2 separate regions of the Rattus norvegicus genome follow, and region 1 is linked to region 2. The links are chromatin contacts, called in public Hi-C maps. All regions are on one chromosome and are shown on one strand. Each heading gives the region's core, a stretch centred on a gene start, on an enhancer-like site or on the middle of the called end of the contact. The rest is flanking DNA. Distances are from core to core; before and after follow the strand shown.

What was found. Hi-C and Micro-C count contacts between places; a contact is called where the count stands out from the background.
Region 1: a contact with region 2 is called in a Hi-C map of Schwann cells, with 3 times the contacts expected there. The contact joins the promoter of Orc6 here to the promoter of C19h16orf87 in region 2. A contact is called at or near these places in 6 of 12 Hi-C or Micro-C datasets (Schwann cells, frontal cortex, kidney and 3 more) and 1 of 1 datasets of contacts at active chromatin or transcription factors (oligodendrocytes).

Annotation. Positions count from the first base shown.
Region 1 is chr19:37,936,665-37,942,123 of GRCr8, forward strand. Orc6 (origin recognition complex, subunit 6) reads right to left here and starts at 2,192. Exons shown (of 7, transcript NM_001033690.1): 1 at 1,848-2,192; 2 at 903-1,032. The coding sequence starts at 1,912. It overlaps Vps35 (VPS35 retromer complex component), which reads left to right and starts at 2,325. Exons shown (of 17, transcript NM_001105718.2): 1 at 2,325-2,387. The coding sequence starts at 2,385.
Region 2 is chr19:37,797,921-37,803,360 of GRCr8, forward strand. C19h16orf87 (similar to human chromosome 16 open reading frame 87) reads left to right here and starts at 2,267. Exons shown (of 4, transcript NM_001134421.1): 1 at 2,267-2,416. The coding sequence starts at 2,351.

The sequences.
Region 1 (5,459 bases), core at 942-3,441, 140 kb after region 2:
ATATCTGGAAGAAAGGGGAGAAGAGCAGGATAACCCACCATTGTAGGGAACCAAGTTTAACTGGGGAAATCTGGAAGAGCTTTATAAAAGATATACAACAAAGCAGAGTCACATTAGGACAAAAATGAACTTGGCAGCAGGCCATTCCAGGGTGGAAAAGTGTTGCATGCACAGAACTACAACTCACTGAGTATCATAGCTTGAGGCCAGGGGAAAAGAGACTAAAGACAGCAACGGAGAAGTTAACAGAACTTTAATGAATAAATACATCCATTATGACACAAGTACTGTGTGTATCTATTACATAAAGAAGATAGATATCTTCTTTAGTCAGAATAATAATCCAATAAAAGACATTCTTTATCCTTATTTGATGGATGAAGAAACTGGCAGCTCATGGATCTTGTAAATAATACTGATATTTGGTTTCAACATGTGACTCTTCCTGACTCTGTAATTATAAAACAAGAGGGATTTTGACAAGAACCTGGTCCAATGGTGAGAGTTAATCTCAACTGTCAACTTGATAAGACTTAGAATTACTTGGAAGGAGAGCCTCTGGGCATGCCAATGGGAGGTGGAAGACCTCTGAAGGTGGCATAATCTCCTTCAGTGGGATCCTGCATACACACACAAAAAAGGAGAACCTGGATTGGGTACAAAGACTCATCGATCTCTGCTTCCTGACTGTAGATGCCATGTAGATTCTTCAAGTTGCTTTGATCTCTGTGTCAGGATAAGATTGAACTTGATTAAAAAGCATCTCTGGTGAACTGTATTTACCAGGGCAATTTATCTGAGCGCCATGAAAGAAACAGAGCCACCACTAAAAAGATTAGAACGAAACAGAGAAGCTTCAGGGTCACATCAGATCAGTCAAGTGTCCTACGAAGCCAACTTACTCTATCCAAGGGGCACTTCCTACAGGACGCTGCAAGGTCCAGGCATATGACAGCATTGCTGGTTTCTGAGGTGTGTGCAGACAGACTGACACACTTCACTTTAGACAGCCGCAGGTACTCCTCTGCTTTCCTGGTTAGAAAGGCAGCATGGTCACTAAAACTGTTCCAGAACCTTGCCAGCACTCAGGCAAAGAACTGAATTCTGCATGGTGGACTTGTACTCCACCTCACTACTGTGCAAGTTCATTTGGGGGCTAGAATGCACATCCTTTGGAGAGGGGGAAGTTCTTTACCTAGAACCAAAATGACTCCAAGTTATTAGCTGTGTCCAAGTGCTTAAAAAAAAAATGCATTCAAGTCTCCCCATACAACCCCTTTCCTTCTAACATTACTTCAACAAGTATAGAGTTGGAGCAGGCAAATCAAATTCCCTTTCTCTTTCTTCATGACTGGTTGGCTCTCAGTTTTGGTGGCTTGTGAAAACAATTCTGGGTCCCATCCCGTTTCTGGTCAGTAGACCTGGGAATAGGCCTATAAACTTTTTACACACTTGCCTGCTGTAGCTTTACTTCCTAAGACAGATCCTACAACGATCTTCCCAATCTAAGGGCCTTGGAAAATTGAAGCTATTTGGGCCACTCTTGCCATATTTTCTAGTGCGTGGCACTATCTAATAAATCAGCTCCAAAGCCAATGGTTCCTTTCTTGAATTCTTATGCCCGGTTCATCACTCCAGCTCTTCACGCTGTACCATACTCTATCTTGCTTTTGCCATTTATAGTGATTTCCACAGAGCTAGAGGGCTCCAAGGACGATCACCTTCTACAAGCTAACCACCCAGACCAGTGTGCGGTCCTCCCTCATCGCCAGTGCTCTCCGGCGGTGCCTTTGGAGGACTCAGGGCCACAGTCAGGGCCGTTTCCCTACATGCACGGCCACACTCACCTCAGTACACTCGGCTCCCCGAGGCCGAGGCGCCGGGCGAGGTGCCTTACAAGATCCGACTCCATTGATGGACGAAATGCGCGCCGAAAGAAATGCGCGCGCAGACTGTCAGAGGGATAAGACCCACCCCCGGCGCGTCCAGATTGGTTGCGACAAGAAGTTGAGACCGTCCCACAAACCAATCCTGGTCTTTCTTCTACGCATGTGCACACGATGATGCGCTGGCCCAGACGTAGTGGACGGTCATAAGGTTCTATCGCTGCTCTTCCTCTGCTGCGGAACCCCTTAACTAGGGCTTCCCTTCCGGCTGTCCATAGCTCGCTGCTACGCTGTACTACCCTCGCCCCGCCCCGTCCACTACACACCGCCGTCTGCCCTTTCTCCCCAAACCACGCGAGACTTTATGTGGGCCAATCGAAACGCCTCTACCGGCCGGGGGCGGGGCTAGAGAGGGCGGGGCTCGGAAGGGCTCTGTCACCTGACGGCGGGCGGCTCCGGCGGAGTAGGCGCTGCTGCTTGTGGGTCCCCGGAGTCGCCATGGTGAGTGAGGGGAAGCGGTGGGCCTGGGTTGCCCAGGTCGCAGCCCACGCTTTCCTCCAGCGGACGGGAGCCTTGCGGGCAGAGTAGGAACCCTAGGTTTCGATCGAGACCCGTCTTGTCCGGGCTGGGCCTGCGGGATAGGGCACGGGCTGAGGAAGGCCGCGTTAGGCTGCGGTGGGTTGCGGTGGGCGGTGGCGCTGGATTCCGTCGTTGCCCCGACCCTAAGCAGCCTCCCTTAGGTGTGTCTGGGGCTGCAGGTTCTGGGTGTTGGTGGAGGCCTGCATCGTCCTCTTGTGTGGAAAGGCCATCTTCCTTCCCTCTTGAGAGTCAGAGTCCCCGGTCTGTGAGGAGTTGGGACAGTGAGGAGTGCCCGTGCTGTAGCTGAGTGAGGACTGGCGCTGTAGCTGGGTTGCGCCCAGATGGTGCATTTCCACCTTTGTGCTCGGCTGCACTCGGGGGTCCTACGCCTTTTCTCGGTTGGAAATATCTTTCAGTGGGGCCGCAGTGGTTCCCCGGCCTTCTGTGGTCTTGCAGCGTCTGTCAGCGAATTCTAGGGACCTGCTCACGTGAGTTTCCCGAAGGACTCATGCTTTCTTTCATGGAAGCCAACCATCAGATAGGAGACAGGTCTTCCTTTGGCATTCGTTCTCTGAGGATTTTAGCTCACTTGCTGGAAGCAGTCATTCAAAGGTTTCTCTGCGATGATAGCACGTTGCGGCGCTTTGTGGCACTAGCCTTATAAACCGGAACTTCCTCAAAATTCGAATCCTGTCTATTTTCCACAGGGCAAGTTGTCACTTGCATCATAGTAGCATTTGCTGTAATATGCATAGAACAGGTAGTGCTTTTGGATGTTGGTATGCTTATGTCCGTTTTCATGATTTCAGTATTCATTCTTTGTATTCATAATTCTCCGTGCTGTGTACATACTTCACTTTAAGTGTGTCAGTAGGAAAAACCAGCGTTAAATCTTTTTGCTACTGATTTTATTGGAGTGGAGGTTTGAGATGCTCTTGCTAGACTCTGATCAGCTGGTTATTTATGGTCATCTTTGGTTTGGTTCCAGCTTTCTGAGTTCTGAGCTTTTGTTCCCATAATTTGATAAATCTCTGATGTATACAACTTTAATATATATTTATTGCCTTGCAAGATGGTGTTTTTACCCCCTCAGAACTTTGTACAGTCGAGATTTGGCACATGACTGGTGTGAAGTTTAACTTGTTTTTCAACACTTACTGGTTGACATAGTGTTTTATAATACAAAGCATTTGAGGCTACACTATAAACTCCATTTATGTGCAGAGTGAACCAGATTGGAGCACAGTTTTCCCTGTAAATTTTATTGCAATATGGAACCTAAGGTATCGGTTCTGTCATAGGCAGTTTTTATGATTTGAGTAGGTATTCAGCCTTTAAGTCTCACTTTTACATCTGGAAGCAAGTGTTGATCTCATTGGTACTGTACTCCTAAAAATCCAGAGTCCAGTTCAACTAACCACACATCTGCTGTACTTTACATTTTATAGAATGTGGTAGACACTGGATAGAAATAAATGGCGGAGATGTGCTTTTGAAACATACAGTTCTTTGGGTTCATGGTGGGAAAGAGTTGTGTTAGGAGCTTAGAAAAGACTTTGGAGGTAATGCAAACAGATTCTCAGGAGAATGGGCAGAAATTCTCCACAAAGAGAAGAAAGAATTTTGCCATTTAATGTTCATGGTATACTCTATTATGGGATTTCTGGGGCATTGCTGAGTTAGTGTGTGCATGGGGTCCAAACTGTAGATAGAGTTCTTTGTTTACTTTTTCTTTTTGCAGTCCTGGGGATTGAACCCCTAGATACAAGCTCCCCAACCCAAATTATTTTAAAGTTTCTGTTCTTTTGTTATCCTCAGCTCTCCTTGAAGTATTAATTTGTGCTTCCAGGTTTAAATAACATTCATCAACATGATGATTCTGTAACTTTATTTTACAATTTATGTTATATTGTCATATCACATATGCAGCTTATAAGTGGGAAAATTAACCAACAAGCAGGTTCCTACAACTGGTAGAGGTAAATGCTCTCAAACTGGATATGGTAATAACTAACATTTATGGAGTGTTCATTACTAAGTGCTGTGCACATTCAGGACTTTGTGTGCTATTTTATTTTTCTAGTCTATACCAAAAATTTGTGACTGCCCATTTTATAGGTTATTTGCACACAGTAGCCAGAGCTGGAAACAATCCATAAGTTTATATTGAGTGAATCAATAAATGTATATACACACACACATATATATATGTATATATATGTGCATATACAAACACATATGCTGGAATATTACACAGTCTTTAAAGAAGAGAAATTCTGATAAACACTTTCATACAGATGAACCTTGGACATAACCCTAAATAAGCTGTGTAATTCTGTCTATATAAGATACTTACAGTAATAAAACTTACTATAAAATAAAGTAGAATTGCTTAGCCGACAGACATTGGGGGGGTGTATACTAATATTTCTGTATAAATTAACATTCCGTTAAAGATACTTGTTTTCTTTTAAGTTCAATTGTAATTAAAATAAGCATTTTAATTAAAAATTTTTAATTATATGTATGTGTTCATTTGTATGCACATGTGTATTGTTGCACATGTGAGTGCAGATGTCTGTGGAGGCCAGTGGCATTGGATTCCCTGTTGCTGAAGTTACAGTTGGCTTTGAGCCACCCAGGGAGTGGGTGCTAAGAATTGAACTCAGGTCTTCTGTAGGAGCTCTCTGAGCACTCGTAACCACTGTGCTATCCTTTCAGTCCTTTATGATTTTTGAAAAGAAATAGTTGTGGGAAAACTCATTCACTAGTTTATTACGAAAGAGCACAGGGAAGGCGTTGCTCATTACTCAGGTTTTTTTCTTTATCTAAAGTGAAGTCAAGGGAAAGCCTTTAATTTTTGTAAACCATCATTTTTCAGAAGTGGATTTTTCTTGCTGTTTAATTGGAATAAATATTTTAATTGTCTTAGATATGAAACATGAAATCTTTTTTCATGTTTATATGTAAATCCTTTTACTTTTTCTAACATTA
Region 2 (5,440 bases), core at 1,017-3,516:
CAATTAGGAGTAGCAATAAAATAATGTTATGGTTGGAGGTAACCACCACTTGAGGAACTGTGTTAAAGGTTTGCAGCACGAGGAAGGTTGAGAAGCATTGCCGTACGGTCTGCTAACCATGCCTCTGCTTTCTATTTCCATCGAAAGAAAAAAAAAGTGTTTAGAGCTCAGACTGAAGTCATCTTGTATGTGCTAAGCAAGCAACAAGCCACTGGATACACTCCCAGGTTCCATTAATTTGGTTACATTTGGTACATTTTATAAATGAAATAATTCACTTAGGAAAATGTCTTTAAGATTCATACGCATTGTATCCTATGTTGTAATTTCCTTCTTTTTATGATTCTGATTTCATTGACCCTGTGGTTCCACCTGGGACCAAAGCCCACATTCATTAAATCTCGTGTTCATCTCATGACTTAAAGTATATTTAAGCTCTCTCTAAAAGTCATCAGAACCTTAACAGTCTCCAAAGTACAAGCCACGTACTCGGGAGGTAGAAGCAGGATGATCAGAGCCTCCTACTTCAGTTACACAGTGAGTTTGGCGCCCACCCAGGCTATGTAAGATCGTGTGTCTCAAGCAACAACCTGCCGGGACTCCAAATCCCTGCTAATCATTCAAGGCACACTCTTAAATGTGCGTCTCTGTAAAATAAAAAGTAACCGAAATAAGTTACAGAGTTCTAATACACAATGGTACAGAGTAAATATTCTCAGGAAGAATGACGCACAGCAAAGAAAAATCTGACGAAATCAAGACTAAAACCTTCAGATCAAACACCGTGCTCTGTAGTTCTTTGAGCAGCCTCTCCATTTTGTGATGGACTCACCTGAGATCCGTGGACAGACCCAGTCTTCCCGCTATCCCAACTACAGCACATAAAATGCTTTTTCTGGTCCAGTGCTTTTCCATGCCCAGAGCTTTTTTTCCCCCTTAGTTTTTATTTATTTTTATATGACTACATTGTTGCTGTCTTCTGACACACCAGAAGAGGGCATCGGATCCTATTACAGATGCTTGTGAGCCATGTGGTTGCTGGGAATTGAACTCAGGACCTCTGGAAGAGCAGTTAGTGCTCTTAACCACTGAGCCATCTCTCCAGCCCGCCCAGACCTTTTCTTCGTGGATGTATCATGGTTGTGGCATCTCTAATATCTTGGGGTCTCTGTAGAAACTAAGGGTTCGCCTTGCCAGCTTTTTAAATGGTGTTTTGTTGCCTCCTTGAAGGAAATCTGATCCTACCACTCATTGCCTGGTCTCTGAAGCCGTGTAGCACAAGGCTCCGTGGCCCTTCATACTTACCTCTCTTCCTTGCAAGGCCAGTATCACAAGATGATGATGTCCGCTCCAGTTGTCATCTGCCCCCTTTGATCCAAAGTAGCAGTAGTTTTGTGTCCCTTCAAGGCTGATCCTGGAGACTTCCTTAGGGGGCCATTTTGGATCGGGAACCTCTGTGTTAAGGATTATATTCACACACACACTTCTTTTAAATGACTTTACATTTTCACAAGTTTAGATTTCTTTTGACAGGTAGTGTCTTCCTCCTAAGGTACCTTTCCTATAGTACAGAGTATGAGGATTCTCTTTAACAATCGCGGGTGCTTTTTGAGCTACCCCTCCCTTTTCTGCAACTTTATACCCAGCTCACGCTCCTTTCTTCATCAAACTACACTTTAAAAATATCTTCTGCTCTCTCACTGTAGATCTGAACAAGAGCAGTAAAAGCTGGGACTGCAGGACTGCGCAGCATTTTGTTGCATTTTTTCAAATAATTGGCTTTTAATTTTAATCTACTCAGTACGAGTGATACATGAGATCAAACCAGGGCGACCTCTCAACCCCCTCAAAAAACAAAAGCATTGTGACTGTTCCTTGAAGGCAGATATTTCTAATTCGGTGTGCTTAATAGTGGATCGTAGGCAATTATTTATCGAATAATGAAGTTTGAATCTCTGACTCTGGAAGACTAGGGGTTTCATCGAACGTCTATTATAATTTCTCGCATTAGCATTGCTGACATTTGCAGAGGTATTCCGTGGACAGTATCCATTTTCAGGCTGTGGCTCTGGGGCCGATGAAGGGGCGTGCCCAGCACCACGGCTCGGCCCACCTGTGCGTTGGTTGGTGGAGTCTCGTTGGAGCCACGCCCCCGAGCGAGCGGTCCACCGCCTTGGAGGGCGTGGCGATGGGACTTCCCTGGAAGGGCCGCCGCCTCCTCCTCCAACCCGCACGCAGCCCCGCGCACGCGCACGCGCGCCTCCACGGCCGGGTCGCGGCTGGAGTGAGGACGCGCTGTGTGGAGCAGCGGAGCCAAGGCGCTGCTTCCACAGCTGCTCAGGAGGGGAGCATGTCTGCAACTCGAGCCAAGAAAGTGAAGATGGCCACCAAATCGTGCCCGGAGTGCGACCAACAGGTGGGCTGGGCCGGCGCGAGCGGGCGGGGCAGGCAGGGCGGGTGGCCGTTGCTCGGCGGCGGTTGGCGGTGCGTGGCGGCCCGCGGACAGCGGGGGGCCTGGGAGCGGGGACCCGGTGCTGCCCCTTGTAGTCCCGGGCTCGCCCGCGGACCCCTGCGGTCCCTGATGGCTTTGTTCGCGGTCGGGTAGAGTGCGGTGCTGCCTCTCAGCTGTCGCTCCCCGCCACCTGGGTGGCAGCATAAAGCAGACAAAAGGACAGTAATGGTGCTAACTTTTTTTTGCAAATTTGTGGACTTCCGGAACGCTGTAAAAAACCAACCAGTTTTGATGTGTGATTTCTAGTCCTTCCTTTGCGTTGTTAACGGAACACGGTTTGAATAAAGTCAGCGTTAAGGCTCTTCCTCTCTGCGTGTGCCCCGTCCCACTCGTACTATTAACTGTTGTAAATTTGACGTGTCTGCTTCAAGATTTTCTTTTAATATGCGGGTACGTGAATTTGAAATCATATTTAGATTGAGTTCATGGAGTAATAGTCGTAGTTTTTAAAAAATCATTTTTCTTTCCTACATTTAAGTACGCCTAATAACAGCGTGATAAACAAAAACTCGCTCAATTAAAACCATCCTTAGGCCCTTTATGCCGGCATGCAGAACTGGGTTTATACTGCTTTTTCCCGAATCTTCCCAAAATGACTACCTCTCTCTCTTCCCCTCCCCCTTCCTTCTCTCTGGAGTAATTTGAAATGGGTGGAGACTTAAAGTAATCCGATTTAAATATACTATTTAGGGCGTGTTCTTGTAGGTTTACTAAAATCTTAACAAAATTACATATTTTATTCAGTATGATTAATAGGCAGTGTTAAAAAATGCTGATCTTGGAAAGTTGGGCAAGTTTAGTCGATAGAGCGTACCAGCCTGCAATATAAAAACAGTCGTGTTTCCCAAAGTAGACTTACATTCATTCTTTCCGAAACCAAACTAAATTTTAGCAAACTTGGACTTTGTGATCTGTCTATTGGCAGATTACTTCAATGTTTAAATAATTTTCAGTTAAGGCTTATACAGTATGAATTATGCATTCTGTTTCTGTAGAGCACAAGCCCCTTGTATTACTTGGCATAAAATAACCCTTTGGGGAAAATAATCTGTTTTTAATATCCTGGTTTTTGGCCAGTGAGAAGGCTTTAGCTGGTAAAGGTGCTCAGGCCTGAGTCCAGAGCCGGTGTGAAGGTGGAAGGAGGGAACTGGCTGCACAAAGTTAACCTCTGACCTCCACATCTGTGCTGCTCAACACCTACACACTCATAAACACACTAATGACTGAAAAAACCCTGAGTAAAGGAAGAGCAGAAAACCTTAGCTTGTAGGAGTCCTTGAGACTGTTCAACAGATCGGGGTTTTATTTGGAAGACGACATTCACCTTGGTGTACAATATACGCATATTTCTTTTCCATTTTCTTTTTGTTAAGTATTTGTGTTGTCCCTGGGAGTCGGTGGACAGCCCGGGGCAGTCTGCTCTCTGCTTCCTCCAGCGAGGTTCGCAGGGCTGGAATTGAGACTTGTCGGCTCCACACGCTTTCCTTCCTATAAAATCAGCTCTGGCTTGGCTTGTTTCAGATGCAGTAATAAAATACCGCAGGCTGTGTTTGTCACAGTTCTGATGGAAGTTCAAGGCCAGGTTGTGTTCTAGTGAGAATTCTTCTGCCTTTTTGGAGTTCTCCTGTGGCAAAGAGTGTCTGCTCTAGGCCCCTTAAGGTCACTAATCCCATTAGGAGCATCCCACCCTCACTTAAACTCAATTATCTTTGGAAAAGCCTCACTTGGAAATACCATCACAGCGGGGTCTAGGGATTCATTATGTAAATTTTGGACAGTGAACATTTAATCTTTCAGGAACGAGTAAATTGGTTTAGGTTAGTTTTGTCTTTTATTCTTTTTTTGTTTTTGTTTTTGTATTTGTCTTTTATTCTTTGTTTTTTTTTTGTTTTTTGTTTTTTGTTTTTTTTTGTTTGTTTGTTTTTTTGCGGAGCTGGGGACCAAAACCAGGGCCTTGTGCTTGCTAGGCAAGCACTCTACCACTGAGCTAAATCCCCAACCCCTGTCTTTTATTCTTAATACTGAAGAGAATATGCCAGATGACAAATGAATTTTTGATTTCCCAATGGTGGTGTTTAAAACCAAGGCCTTGAGCCCCTTGTTGATATGATATATATTATGTTAATTATATTATACATCAATTATATTATACATCATTTATGTGTTAATTATAGCATATATTATTATATTAGTATATATTAATTTAAGTATATATTATATATAAATAGTAATTGAGTCGAAAGTAATAGGTTAATTTTAGTTTTCTAATTACTTAAAAAGTGGCTGCTTTTAGTTTTAAACGAGAGAAAATTAGAACTGCAAGTAACTTTTTAAACAAAACACTAGAATATTGCCAAGATTGTAAGTCATTTCATGAATATTGAATTAGGTTATAGCTTAGAGACATCAATGTCAAAGCTTTAAAGTGAGTTTCTGCAGCTGACTAGACAGGCACAGGCCCTAAGTGTGAAAAACTGGCACAAGGAAGCAGGCAGGCAGGTTTTCAGCAGCTTCCAGCGTTCTTGTGTGGGCTGTTAAGAAAGCACACATAGTTGTATAACTTCTAAACCTTCGTGCTTCTCGTGTTCATGAGGGTCTCGTTCTTGGGCTGGAAATTACCAAACTCTTTTCAAGGCATTTGGCAGATTTCTGTTATTTTTCATGTTCATTATTGGTTTTCCTTTCATTTTAAAAAGCAATGCACTGTTTTTCCATGTGTGTCACATCTAGCAAGCGTGTGTGCTGTGGGTGTCTGACCTGTTTATCATGAAAAGAGTCTTAGTACTCTCCCCTTATTTTGGGCAGATGCAGTCTAAGACCTGTAGTAGATGAGTTGAAAGTAATAGGTTAATTTTAGTTTTCTAATTACTTAAAAAGTGGCTGCTTTTAGTTTTAAACGAGAAAAAAATTATAATTGCATAACCCAGA